2 separate regions of the Gossypium hirsutum genome follow, and region 2 is linked to region 1. A link is a contact called in public Hi-C data. All regions are on one chromosome and are shown on one strand. The core of a region is the stretch at or near the end of the contact, and the rest is flanking DNA. Distances in the headings are between cores, read along the strand shown.

Evidence for each region. A called contact is a pair of places that touch in the nucleus more often than the background predicts.
Region 2: a contact with region 1 is called in a Hi-C map of leaf, with 2.5 times the contacts expected there. The contact joins the promoter of LOC107929435 here to the promoter of LOC107929449 in region 1. A contact is called at or near these places in 5 of 34 Hi-C or Micro-C datasets (anther and leaf).

What each region holds. Positions count from the first base shown.
Region 1 is chrA08:110,705,960-110,711,741 of Gossypium_hirsutum_v2.1, reverse strand. LOC107929449 (protein LOW PSII ACCUMULATION 3, chloroplastic) reads left to right here and starts at 3,257. Exons shown (of 9, transcript XM_016860877.2): 1 at 3,257-3,491; 2 at 3,722-3,916; 3 at 4,073-4,120; 4 at 4,220-4,259; 5 at 4,340-4,440; 6 at 4,557-4,746; 7 at 4,827-4,925; 8 at 5,018-5,135; 9 at 5,231-5,621. The coding sequence starts at 3,441. The coding sequence ends at 5,351. It also overlaps the pseudogene LOC107929450.
Region 2 is chrA08:110,923,938-110,929,719 of Gossypium_hirsutum_v2.1, reverse strand. LOC107929435 (myb family transcription factor PHL11) reads left to right here and starts at 3,440. Exons shown (of 6, transcript XM_016860853.2): 1 at 3,440-3,941; 2 at 4,277-4,353; 3 at 4,447-4,510; 4 at 4,605-4,680; 5 at 5,146-5,215; 6 at 5,299-5,782. The coding sequence starts at 3,794. The coding sequence ends at 5,703. LOC107929417 (P-loop guanosine triphosphatase YjiA) reads left to right here. Exons shown (of 10, transcript XM_016860834.2): 5 at 82-132; 6 at 347-438; 7 at 588-649; 8 at 913-1,004; 9 at 1,580-1,684; 10 at 1,795-2,123. The coding sequence ends at 1,932.

The DNA of each region.
Region 1 (5,782 bases), core at 2,008-4,507:
AGAACTTGCTGATTGTGTCATTGTATGTGGATGATTTGCTAGTAACTGGTTGCAGAAAGGAGTTAATAGATGAGTTTAAGAAGCAGATGCAAGATATGTTTGAGATGACTAACTTAGGGGAGATGACTTACTTTCTTGGCATGGAGATAAATCAAACTCAACATGCCACCTTTATAGGTCAGCAAGCATTTGCTTTGAAAATTTTGAACAAAATGTGCATAACAAATTGCAAACCTGCTAACACTCTAGTGGCACAAGGTGAGAAACTCTCCAACAAAAATGATCATGAAAAGGTGGATGAGAAAGGGTGTGGAAGTCTTGTAGGTTGCCTACTCTACTTGACAACTATAAGGCCTGACATTATGTTTGCGGTCAACCTTTTATCTAGGTTCATGCACTGTTGTAATGTTTCTCATTTCAAAGCAGCTAAGAGGGTCCTAAGATATGTCAAAGAAACTCGTAACTTTTGGGTAAATTTTGTGAGAACTGAAGAACTCAAGCTGTTGAGATACTTAGATAGTGACTGGGCAGGCTCTATTGATGATATGAATAGCACATCGAGTTATTTTTTCACTTTAGGCTCAGGATTCTTTTGTTGGAGTTCAAAGAAGCAACAAATTGTGGCTCAAACAACAGCAAAAGCAGAGTATATTGTAGCTGCTACAGCTATTAATCAGGCCATTTGGCTAAGAAAGCTTTTATGTGATTTGAATGAGAGCCAAGATGAACCAACTAAAATCAAAGTGGATAATCAGCCAGTTGTTGCCATAGCAAAAAATCATGTGTTTCATGGAAAAACGAAACACTTTAAAATCATATATCACTTTGTTAGGGAAGCTGAGCAATCAAAGGAAGTCAAATTGATCCATCGCAAATCAGAAGATCAGTTTGCTGACATTTTAACCAAGCCTTTTAGGACTGCAAGGTTCGAGAATTTGAGAAGAAATATTGGTGTTTGCTGCATAGAAGCCAAAGAGGAGTGTTGGACAATGGCTAGCAATGCAGCAGCAAAGATGTTTTAAAGCTTTGCCATATCAACTATTTTGTTTCTTGTTTACAACTAGTCTAATTCACTTTGTAATCAGTTTTGTTGATGCACAAAGACTACTTAGCTTATTAGTTTGATAATGTACTAATGTTTAGGTGTTGATTTTATCTGATAAGTTAGTTCAATGATGTTAGTGAGAGTAGTTATGTATTTGATAACTATTTGTAACTTAAGGACACTGCTTTAATAAAAATCAGTAATAGAGATCATTTGATCATCTTCTTTAGTTTCTTTTCTTTCATTTTTCCTTTCTTTTGTTGTTGATAACCTCAATAGAACTCAACAATCTAAGATGGAGGGTCTTACTGATTCTTCCAAATTAATTGGTTCTTATAGAACCATAAACTCCACAAGACCACCAGAATATGGTTCCACTACAGACAATCAGCAAATGAAAAAACAGAGGCAATGAAATCCTTCACTGACATCTTATACAATTGTTTTTAGTGATACACACTTTCTCTTTCAATCGGCCTTTGCAAGATATAAAATTGCGAACACACGTTCACAAGAAATCCTTCACCTTTGGTGGTACCTTAGCATTCCAAATCGTTTGCCAAGGAAAATCCACAACATGTCAAACCGCAATAGCATAACAAGACTTAACATCAAACACCCCATTCTTACTATAGTGCCAAATTTGTTGATCATGTTGGCCATAAAGACTGATCCTAGGCGCATCATAAGGCTATAAAAAACCTTCAACAAGGGTAACATTCCAAGCTTTAACATTCTTCATGAGCAAATCACTAACTCGTAAACATTCCATATCCGATAAAGGCTCTGAATCATTAAAAAAATTTATTGTCATGGGAATCTATGAAATGTCGCCCATCACCCAATCTCCATCATACTCTTTTAAAAAGCAGATGCTTTGTAATAAAAAAAATACTCCTCCATATAAATAAAGGATTATTCAAGGAAATCACAATGTCGAAAATATTTACCTTTCAAAATTCTACAGAAAATATCATCATATTATTTTTATTATAATTATATTTAAAAATAAATTATATATTATATAATTTTTGACTCACTAATAATAATTATGGAACGTTGCCTTTTTTATTATGAGTTTTTTTATTTTTTTTATTTAATTATTTTTATATTATGATCATATCACATATTCATATTACGGATAACATTATCGACTCTAATTCACCACATCTAGATAACTGATAAATTATTAGTGAATTATATTAAAATTCCTCAATGATAAATTAATTAATTAATTTAAATATTATTAAATCTAAATGCAACTATTATCTTCTAAAATGTTATTTTGAATATTTTCGCAATGAAATGGAGGCATTAATTATTCAATTATTCAATTATTAGCGTATTTCTATTTTGGTCATTGAACTACAAAAATCTTCAATTTTGTCATTAACAATATATTTTGTTTCTCTTTTAATCACATTCCATTAAATTGTTAATGGAAATGGTGAGGTGACCCTTTTTTTTACTTAATATAATAACATATTTAGTCTTCAACATTTGCTTATTCTATTAAATTAACTTTAATTTTAAATAATTCAATAAATTTAACTAACAATTTAATTCTCAAACATTTATAAATTTAACCCTTAACCTTTAAAAAAGGGATAATGTACACCCAAAGTCACTAAACTATTAGTAAATTTACATTTTTATCACTCAACTTTAAAAAGTTACAAAATGATTACTAAACTATTAGAAAGTCTTCATTTAAGTCGTTGGGCTGTTAAAATTACTAATGTATGGTCTTTTCTGTTTGCGTCGCTTGCACCAATCGAAAACTCCCATTTCCCTTTTCTTCTACAATTTGTTTTTTTTTTCATGAAACAGTTTTGAACATCACGAATCTGCGAACCAAAACCCAAATAGTTTTCTTTTTCAATCTCTAACATTGACCATCAGATCAATTTGAATCTAAGATATGTTCTTTTACTCATCGATGGATATTGATCCATTGTACCAATCGTCGAACCTTTGCTTGGAGCTCACTAACTAGATTTAAAAAGAAAAAGAAAAAAAAGAAACTTAACAGCTTAATGACTTAATAACTTAAATAAAAACTTTCAAATAGTTCAATGACTTAAATGAAAACTTTCCAATAATCATTTTGTAATTTTTTAAAATTGAGTGACTAAAACGTTAATTAGCTAATAGTTTAATTACCTTGGGTGTAGTTTGACCTTAAAAAAACAAATTAAATAAACTTTAAACGTATTTCATTCTAAGGATAAGTGCTTGCATTAAAAGAGGATAATGCAGGAAGTAGAAAAACAATACTGAGTGGTGCACAACACGGCACATCATACAGAATGCAGTGTGGCGATGAGAAAATAAACTAGAATATTGTTCATCTAACAACGAACATAACGGTCTTTGTAGTTCGAAACCAAAAGAGATGCTGCTATCCAATCCCGGTTTTGCAGTGTCTTCAACCCCACATCGGATGGTAAACGACTCGCTTCTTCATCTCTTTTTTTATGTTTCTTCGAATATTAATGTTCAATGCCCCCACACCACTCGAATTAACTCACTACCTATGAAAAGCTGTAACACTCTCTTTGATTGGTTATTGATTTAGAGAAATATCCCATTTCTTGATGCATATAGATGAATACCTCTGAAATCATGTGGACTTTTTTGCGTAATGTTTAATTAGTTTGTACCACCAAATTGTAGGTTTTTCAGTCCAGAAGCCATTGGACTGAAGCAGAAGCCAACACAAATGCGGTTATAAAAGGGAAAATTGGTTTGCACCAAATAGTAGGTTCTTCAAGGAATCTCAAGTTTATAAGTCGTTCAGTTTCTGAGGGGGAAGCCTTGACTGAATATGATACTCCATTCCCCAATGATTACATTGACCTTCTTAAACAAGTAAGCCTTGGGTATCTTATTTTAATGCTGCATCTTACGTATATATATATATATATATATATACTAATCTGTCATGCAATTTCTAAGATAATTTCTTGCAACTATCGCTGCTGTAAAATCTTATTATTCCTTTGGACAATGTCTGTCAAATAACAGGCAAAAAGGGCAACAGAATTGGCTTTGAAGGATGGCAAACAGTTGATGGTGAGATAGATAGCACTGTGTAATAATTGAAGAGTTTAAAGGCAAATTACATGGTTCAGTCTCAATATATAGTTCGTGACATACAAATATCTATTGCAGGAGATTGAATTCCCAACAGCTGGACTTGGATCTGTACCAGGTTCTTCTCTCCCCTTCTCATGTGTCTTTTCTCTTTTATTTTTGAACTTATATATATCATAAGTTAACTACACATACAAGGTGACGGTGAAGGAGGAAATGAAATGACTGGAAGTATGCAGTTGATTCGTGAATTTTGTGACATTTTGGTAGCTCCAGAGAAAGTTACACGAACCAGAATAGTAAGTGCCAATAGCAAAGTGTATTTAATGTGAAGAGGGAGGCACCAACAACTGTAAGGCCTAAGCTTATTGCTTATATAATTCATAATAATTTATGTCTGCTGTTAAGTTTTCAGTTTTTCCCAGAGGCAAACGAAGTTAAATTTGCAAGACAAGTGTTTGAAGGAGTTTCGTTCAAATTAGACTATCTAACAAAACCATCCTTCTTCGAGGATTTCGGTTTTGGTGAGAAAGTGAAAATGGCAGACAGGGTAAAGCCAGAGGATGAACTGTTCCTTGTTGGTTATCCTTATTTTAACGTCAATGGTAGCTTATCGAACACCCTGAATTCTTTTCGATGTGTACTCCATGAAGCTTTTATGTATGGTATGCAATCCATTATGCAGAAATGATTGTGGTGGAAGAGCTTTACAAGGAAGCTGTAATGAACACCAACAGGAAAATGATTATATTCAATGGAGAACTCGACCGTATAAGATCTGGATGTATCCTTTCCTTGGCAACTCATCCATAGTTTTTCAATCATTTAGATTTCAAATGATAGCTTAAATAGTTGTCCTTGAATGAATGAGCTAAGATTATCCATCTTTTTTCTATCCTAAGCTGGCAGCACTAACCAAATCCCTCCTGCCCATGATGGAGACTGTATATTACATACATAACTTCAAGGGACGAAATGGAGGGACACTTTTCAGGTTTGTCTTCATAACCTTTTCTTTTTTCTTGCTGACTGAATTGTCTTGAGCTTTTTCACAGCTAAATGAAACAACTTGTGCTTCTCTTCAATTAGGTGCTATCCAGGTCCTTGGAGAGTGCTTAGAAGGATGGGTAATAAGTACTTTTGTGTGCACCAGCAGGAGAAAATGCCATCCCTCAAGGAAGTTGCTTTGGATATTCTCCCTGCTGCTTGAGGTTTGGGAATTTCATGCTTACCATGTGGCATGAATTACACCCTCCACCAGCTATTACCACCAGATTCCATCACTACACGTATCCCTCCAGCAAGCATAGCATGATGTAAATATGACAATGAAAATGTTCAATAAATTAATTTCTTTTGAAGAGGAAAACAGTTAAAAACTTCATTTTGGGAAATAACAGCAGCCTCATCTAGCCTCCCTACTGGCTACTGGTTATTAATAAACATCATTCGTTCAGGTAATAAATTACCCTATTCTCTCTTTCTTCTTCTGCACATATGATACTACTTCATTCCCATATGGCCATAATCTTTAAAAGAAAAGAGTTGGAAGAAGGGTAAAACTGATATTTGCTTCATATATATATTACATTAAATGATGACTAACAATCTCATCATCCTATCTTCATCATCTTCCATTTT
Region 2 (5,782 bases), core at 2,191-4,690, 220 kb before region 1:
TGAAAGTACAGGATAAAACATTTAAAATGCTTGTAGATCTACTGTTTGCAATGTTGTTTGCTTGTTTCAATTGTTATGCAGATAGATTTGGTCACTGAGGGTGACTTGGAGAAACTGACTGATAAAATCAAGGTACACATATCCAATTTCCAGTACCCTGAATTCTATTTTAGGTTTGTAAATTTAATGAAGAGAAACAATAAAATAAGGAAACGATTAGAACCATTTTTTTGTTGTCTCTCTGAGTTTTCTATTTCATGAACACTATTCTAAAAATCGAGGTTTAATGTCAATTGTATCCGTAGAAGTAGCTTTAAGTAACAATTTGTGGTTTGGTGTTTTCCAGCATATTAATAGCATGGCTCAAATCAAGAGAGCGAAATTTGGAGTCGTTGACATGGACTTTGTTTTGGGAGTTGGAGGATATGATCTTGACAGGTCAGTTATACTTCACTAGTTGACTATTTGAAAACAACTGTTTTTTGCAATTACTTTTCCAGGATAATTCAAAAGCATCTAAATTATCTGTTCACTTCACTTGTGTATCTGATATCTTTTTTAAAAGTTCTAACTCATTTGTTTTGCAGAATTGATTCTGCAGTTAAAGTAGATGATTCTCACTGTGGAAACCATCACCATGACGCACATGGTAGTATGTTGTCTTTTCGTATTTGTTTCCTTTGTTAGTTCTTGTGTTTTAAACCTTTTTTTGTCTATAAGAAATGATAATTTTAAGAACAATCGACAGGAACATAGATGATATTATGGAATTGCATTTTTGTGGATAGCTTTGTCCACTTTCAAATTATTGGCTCTTCTTCCATAGGAAGTTGTACCTATTGTAGCTTAAAATTCATTCTTCTTATCTTTATTTTAATCTATTTTATCTTATTTTACTTTTGGACATTATAGGACACCACAAGGATCATCATCATGACCACTTGCATGATTCTGCTGTATCTAGTGTTAGTATTGTTTCTGAGGGAACCCTTGATCTTGATGAGGTAAGAAATACTTTATAAAAGTGTAGCTTTTCCCGGCAAGAATGGGTGAAACTACATATAATGCCATACAATTTATAAGTGAATTAGGATTTGGAGGGAGGAAACGACATGCTTGATAAAATTGGATTTGTAAATTTAGGGTCTAATTGGTTAAGTGTAAGCAGGGGGGAGGCAGGGGCCTTGCCCACCTGGTTTGGTAAAATTGTTATTTGATCCCCCAAAATTGTAAAGTTATCAGTTAATAAAATAGTAAAGTTGCAGTCCGTCTCTCAAAAAACATTATAATTTAATCTCAACCCCTAGTTAAAGTTTTCTAGCTTCCCCCTTAGTGTAAGGTTTGGCATGGAAATGGTTCAATGTCAAAGAAGCATGAGGTGGTCTGTGTTTGTCGATTTTATAGCTGAAAAGTTGAAAATATGAGAAAATACAAACAAAAATATAACCATCATTTTTGTACTGAAAAATTAAACCTCTTATCAATCAATTAATTTTGTTCCTTCATAAGCAACATTCTTTGAGTTATATATTTCATATCGTTAATTAGTGTAGTTATTACATGGTTGTGGATGAAGCAGGTTGATGATTGGTTTGAAAGATTGATGGAAGAGAAAGGGGAGGACCTATATAGAATGAAAGGAGTGTTGTCTGTGAATGGCTCTGATCAGCGTTATGTTTTTCAGGTCCTATTATTCACCCCACGTTTCCAATTACCTTTTTTTTTTTTTGGGGGGGGGGGGGTCAACAAATGAAGTTACTTTATTGTCCTCTAAAATTGTGAGCACGATGGCAGGGAGTGCATTCCACATTAGATGGCTGCCCGGGGAAAACATGGGAACCTGATGAGAAGAGAACAAACAAGCTGGTTTTCATTGGAAGAAATCTGGATGAAACTGCACTTAGAAAAGGTTTCAAAGGTTGTCTAATTTGATATATAAACCAAAAATTGGGGGACAAAATCAACTACAAACCCTGCTTGGTCCCCTAGTATTAGTTTTGTTTCGTTAAAAATTGTAATTAATTAATCTCCTTTTTCTACCTTTAAGGATGCATCGCTCTTACAAAAACACGGAATCAATAAGCTTTTTAATTGGAGAGTTTGTTGATTTCGTCTTTGTAAAACTTCTGATTTTCTTTATTTTCCAAGTGCAGAATCTATAAAATAAGATTGAATTTTTCGAAATTAAAATTAAACATAAATTCTATTTCAATATGCGGTGGGAATATAAGAAAATTTGATATAATATTTGAATTTTGTTAGGTAAATAAAATTTTAATTTTAATTTAATTGTATATATATTTATTTATTTTATTTTTACTTAATTGTATTACTTAAAAAATTATTTCATTTTATTTAATTATTTTTAAGGTAAATTATCTAATTCGTCAAAACTTTTTAGGTGCTTTTATTTTGATCATTCAAATTAAAGTAAGTGTAACTTTGTCAGAAAATTTTATTTTAGAGATACAAATTCTAAGGAGGAGAGTTGATGGAAGCAGAATGGCGCGGTGGCTGGAAGCAGGGAGCAAAGGAAGAAGAAGAATGGTGGAGGCAGGGGTGGCATGGAGGGAAAGAAGATGATGAACAGTTGTGAGGGTAAAAAAAAAAAAGAGGAAAAAAATGCTGTCCACAGTCGGCTATAATTAGGGATTTAAGTTACGAGGGACTAAAATGAAAAATTTCTCTCACGATGGTGATTAAATTACAAATATTTTTATTTAGATTGATGCTCAAAAAATTGAATAATTAACTAAATAATTTATTTTCAGTTTATATAATTATTTGTATAAATAATAAGATAAATTATTGGAACTTGTAAGGTTATAATTTCTACCTCATTTATTACAAATTTTGAGAAATAAAAGCTAATAAAATTTGAACTTGTGTGTTTGTTTAATGATTAAGATATTTATTATTTGATGTATGGTTTAAGTTTGGATTTCGCTAATTGTATCACTGTTAAACTTGGTTTTAAGTATTCTACCAAAAAAAACTCGGTTTTAAGTATTAATGTTTAAATTTTATGATACACAATAAGTTTCCATATTTTCTGCAAGTAATTATATTCTACTTAAATATTTTTTTTTAAGAGAAAAACCGACAATTTTATTATTTTAATTCTGTAGATAGAATTAAGAAAGGATGGAAAAGAAAAAGTAAAAAAAAAAAAAGGAAACGGCCAAAAGGGGATAGATTCATTGGACAGCTTATTTCACGGGCTGAAGCGAATATTCTACAGTCATCTCCAGCTCCCCGTTCCTTACGAAAATCTCAACACGTGTCCCATCCTGCCGGGCCCACTCATCTGGGGCCGGCCACCTTAAATGGCACTTACTTCCTCCCCTCGTGGGTCCCTTTCCCCGAGTATTCCATGCTGGCCCTTACGTGTCATCCCTTTAGTTCTCTCAAATCACCGTTAGATCATCATCGTATCAAAAAATCTAAAAGGTTGGACCCCTGATGCAGGATGAGGACGTACACTGGAGCAGTATAAAATTATGGGGTTGTGTTTTGTTTGGTGTTGATTGCAATCATGTTTGTTTGCTTTAAGATTCGTCGCCGAGCTTTCCTCTGCATGTTCTTCCTTTAAATATATATACAAAAAAAAAAATCACCGCCCACTTCTCATTTAATAAAATATTTCATATATGAAGTTAAAACAGCAAAAAGAGGTTGACATTTTTTGGTGTTCATGTTCTTATAATTCTATCCAATTCTGTTTGACATTTTTTTGGATTTAAGGAGGAACCGGTTATTATTCAGTTTAAAGTTAGAATTGAAGGGTGTTAAGATGGAGAGATTAAGCTATGGAGGGAATGGGAACTATGGTTACGAAAATGGGGTGGTGATGACCAGAGACCCCAAACCCAGGCTGAGATGGACGGCTGATCTTCACGACCGATTCGTCGACGCCGTAACTAAACTCGGTGGTCCTAACAGTTAGTCTTTCTCTCCTGTTTCTTCTTTTCCTACTCATTTTTTTTTTACGATAAATTAATATTGAGGTTATAGCAAGAACAGGTTGTAACAATGTGATATGAATTAAATTTAATTACCAACATAATTTTAGTACATTGGTGCAGCTTTTTATGTCTGCAATTGGTTTCTGTATGCACATCGACAAGTTCAAGGCTAATTCTCTGAATTTTTTGTTTTTAAATGATTGTGGAATTGTATTAGTAATTTATGGTTTTTGTACTACATTCTTATTGTAATGCTAGAAACATATTGCAACAGTATAAGCCTAATGTCAATGAGAAAATTCTGCTTGCAGAAGCAACTCCAAAGTCTGTCCTAAGACTGATGGGGTTGAAAGGCTTGACACTATACCATTTGAAGAGCCATTTACAGGTATATATATATATAAGACATGGACATTAATGGCTTAATGCTTTTAAGGGTTCGTCTTTCAGTTTGCTTTTCATTAATTATTTTGTTCTGTAGAAATACAGATTAGGACAGCAATCCAGGAAGCAAAGTACTGCAGACCAGAACAAAGAGAATGGTCGTAAGTTTGTTGATCATTACAGTACTTATATAATTCACAATCATTTTTGCAAATATTTGATTAAAATCAATGCCATTCCTTGATCTTTATCTAGGGAGTTCGTATGTACAATTTAGCAATCATTCTTCAGGGACAGTCACCAATTCACCAAGAGCTGACGATGATAAAAGGTAAATAAAATGCAAATTATATGGGTGAAAGTATCATGGAGCTCTTATACTAGGAGTTAGATTATATTTTGCCCCCTTTACTTAAAAATTAGGCAAATTAGTCCCTATATGTTAGATTAAATACCAAATTGGTCCTTACTGTTAAAAAATTCATTGATTTCTATTGATAACAATTGGTGTAGCTAATAGAATAACTAAACAGTTACACGTGATATATCATGTGTATTTCATGCTAATGTAACAGTGGAAATGGATTAAATTTATAACAAAAGGACCAGTTTACTCTTTACTCTAACGTATAAGGATTAATTTGCCCATTTTTTTAGTAGAGGAGGTAAAATGCAATCTGACTCCTAGTATAAGGGCCTCCATGGTACTTTTACCAAATTATATCTTAGCACAATTTGCAATTTCTGTTTTGTCCATCCTAATGCAGAACTGATAAATGAATGTACAATGAAACAGACAAATCCAAATGACAGAGGTACTCAAGTCTCAGATGGAAGTACAAAAGACCTTAGAAGAGCAACTTGAGGTTAATTTATACCTTTTAAGTACATATCGATTTACATTATTAGTCGTTGCGAATTGGCTTGTAATTTCGATTTAACTTTGCAGGTACAGAAGAAATTGCAGATGAGGATAGAGGCTCAAGGAAAGTACTTGCAGGCAATATTAGAAAAAGCCCAAAAGAGCCTCTCATTTGATATCCACAGCGAAGAGAACGTAGAAGAAAAAAGAGCACAACTAACAAATTTCAACTTGCCTCTGTCCAGTCTCATGGATAGTACAAATGAAGCTGACAGGAAATCAAACATGGCACAAATGAATCACGTAATTCCCACCAAGGCCAACTTTTCTGCTAGTTTCCATGGTCATGGAGTGGGAGATAGAGAAGAAAACAAACATGTTAAGCGTAAAGTTGAGGGAGATTCCATTAATTTAGACCTAAACACCAAAGATAGCTATGAGTATGGTGCTGTAAATGGAAACCAGCTTCAATCACACTTTGTTTTTTCATAAGAGATGAAATTTCAAAAACTCATTGTAGTCTATGAATTTTATTTTAACATTTCCTTGAATTCATTTTTATCTATTGTTG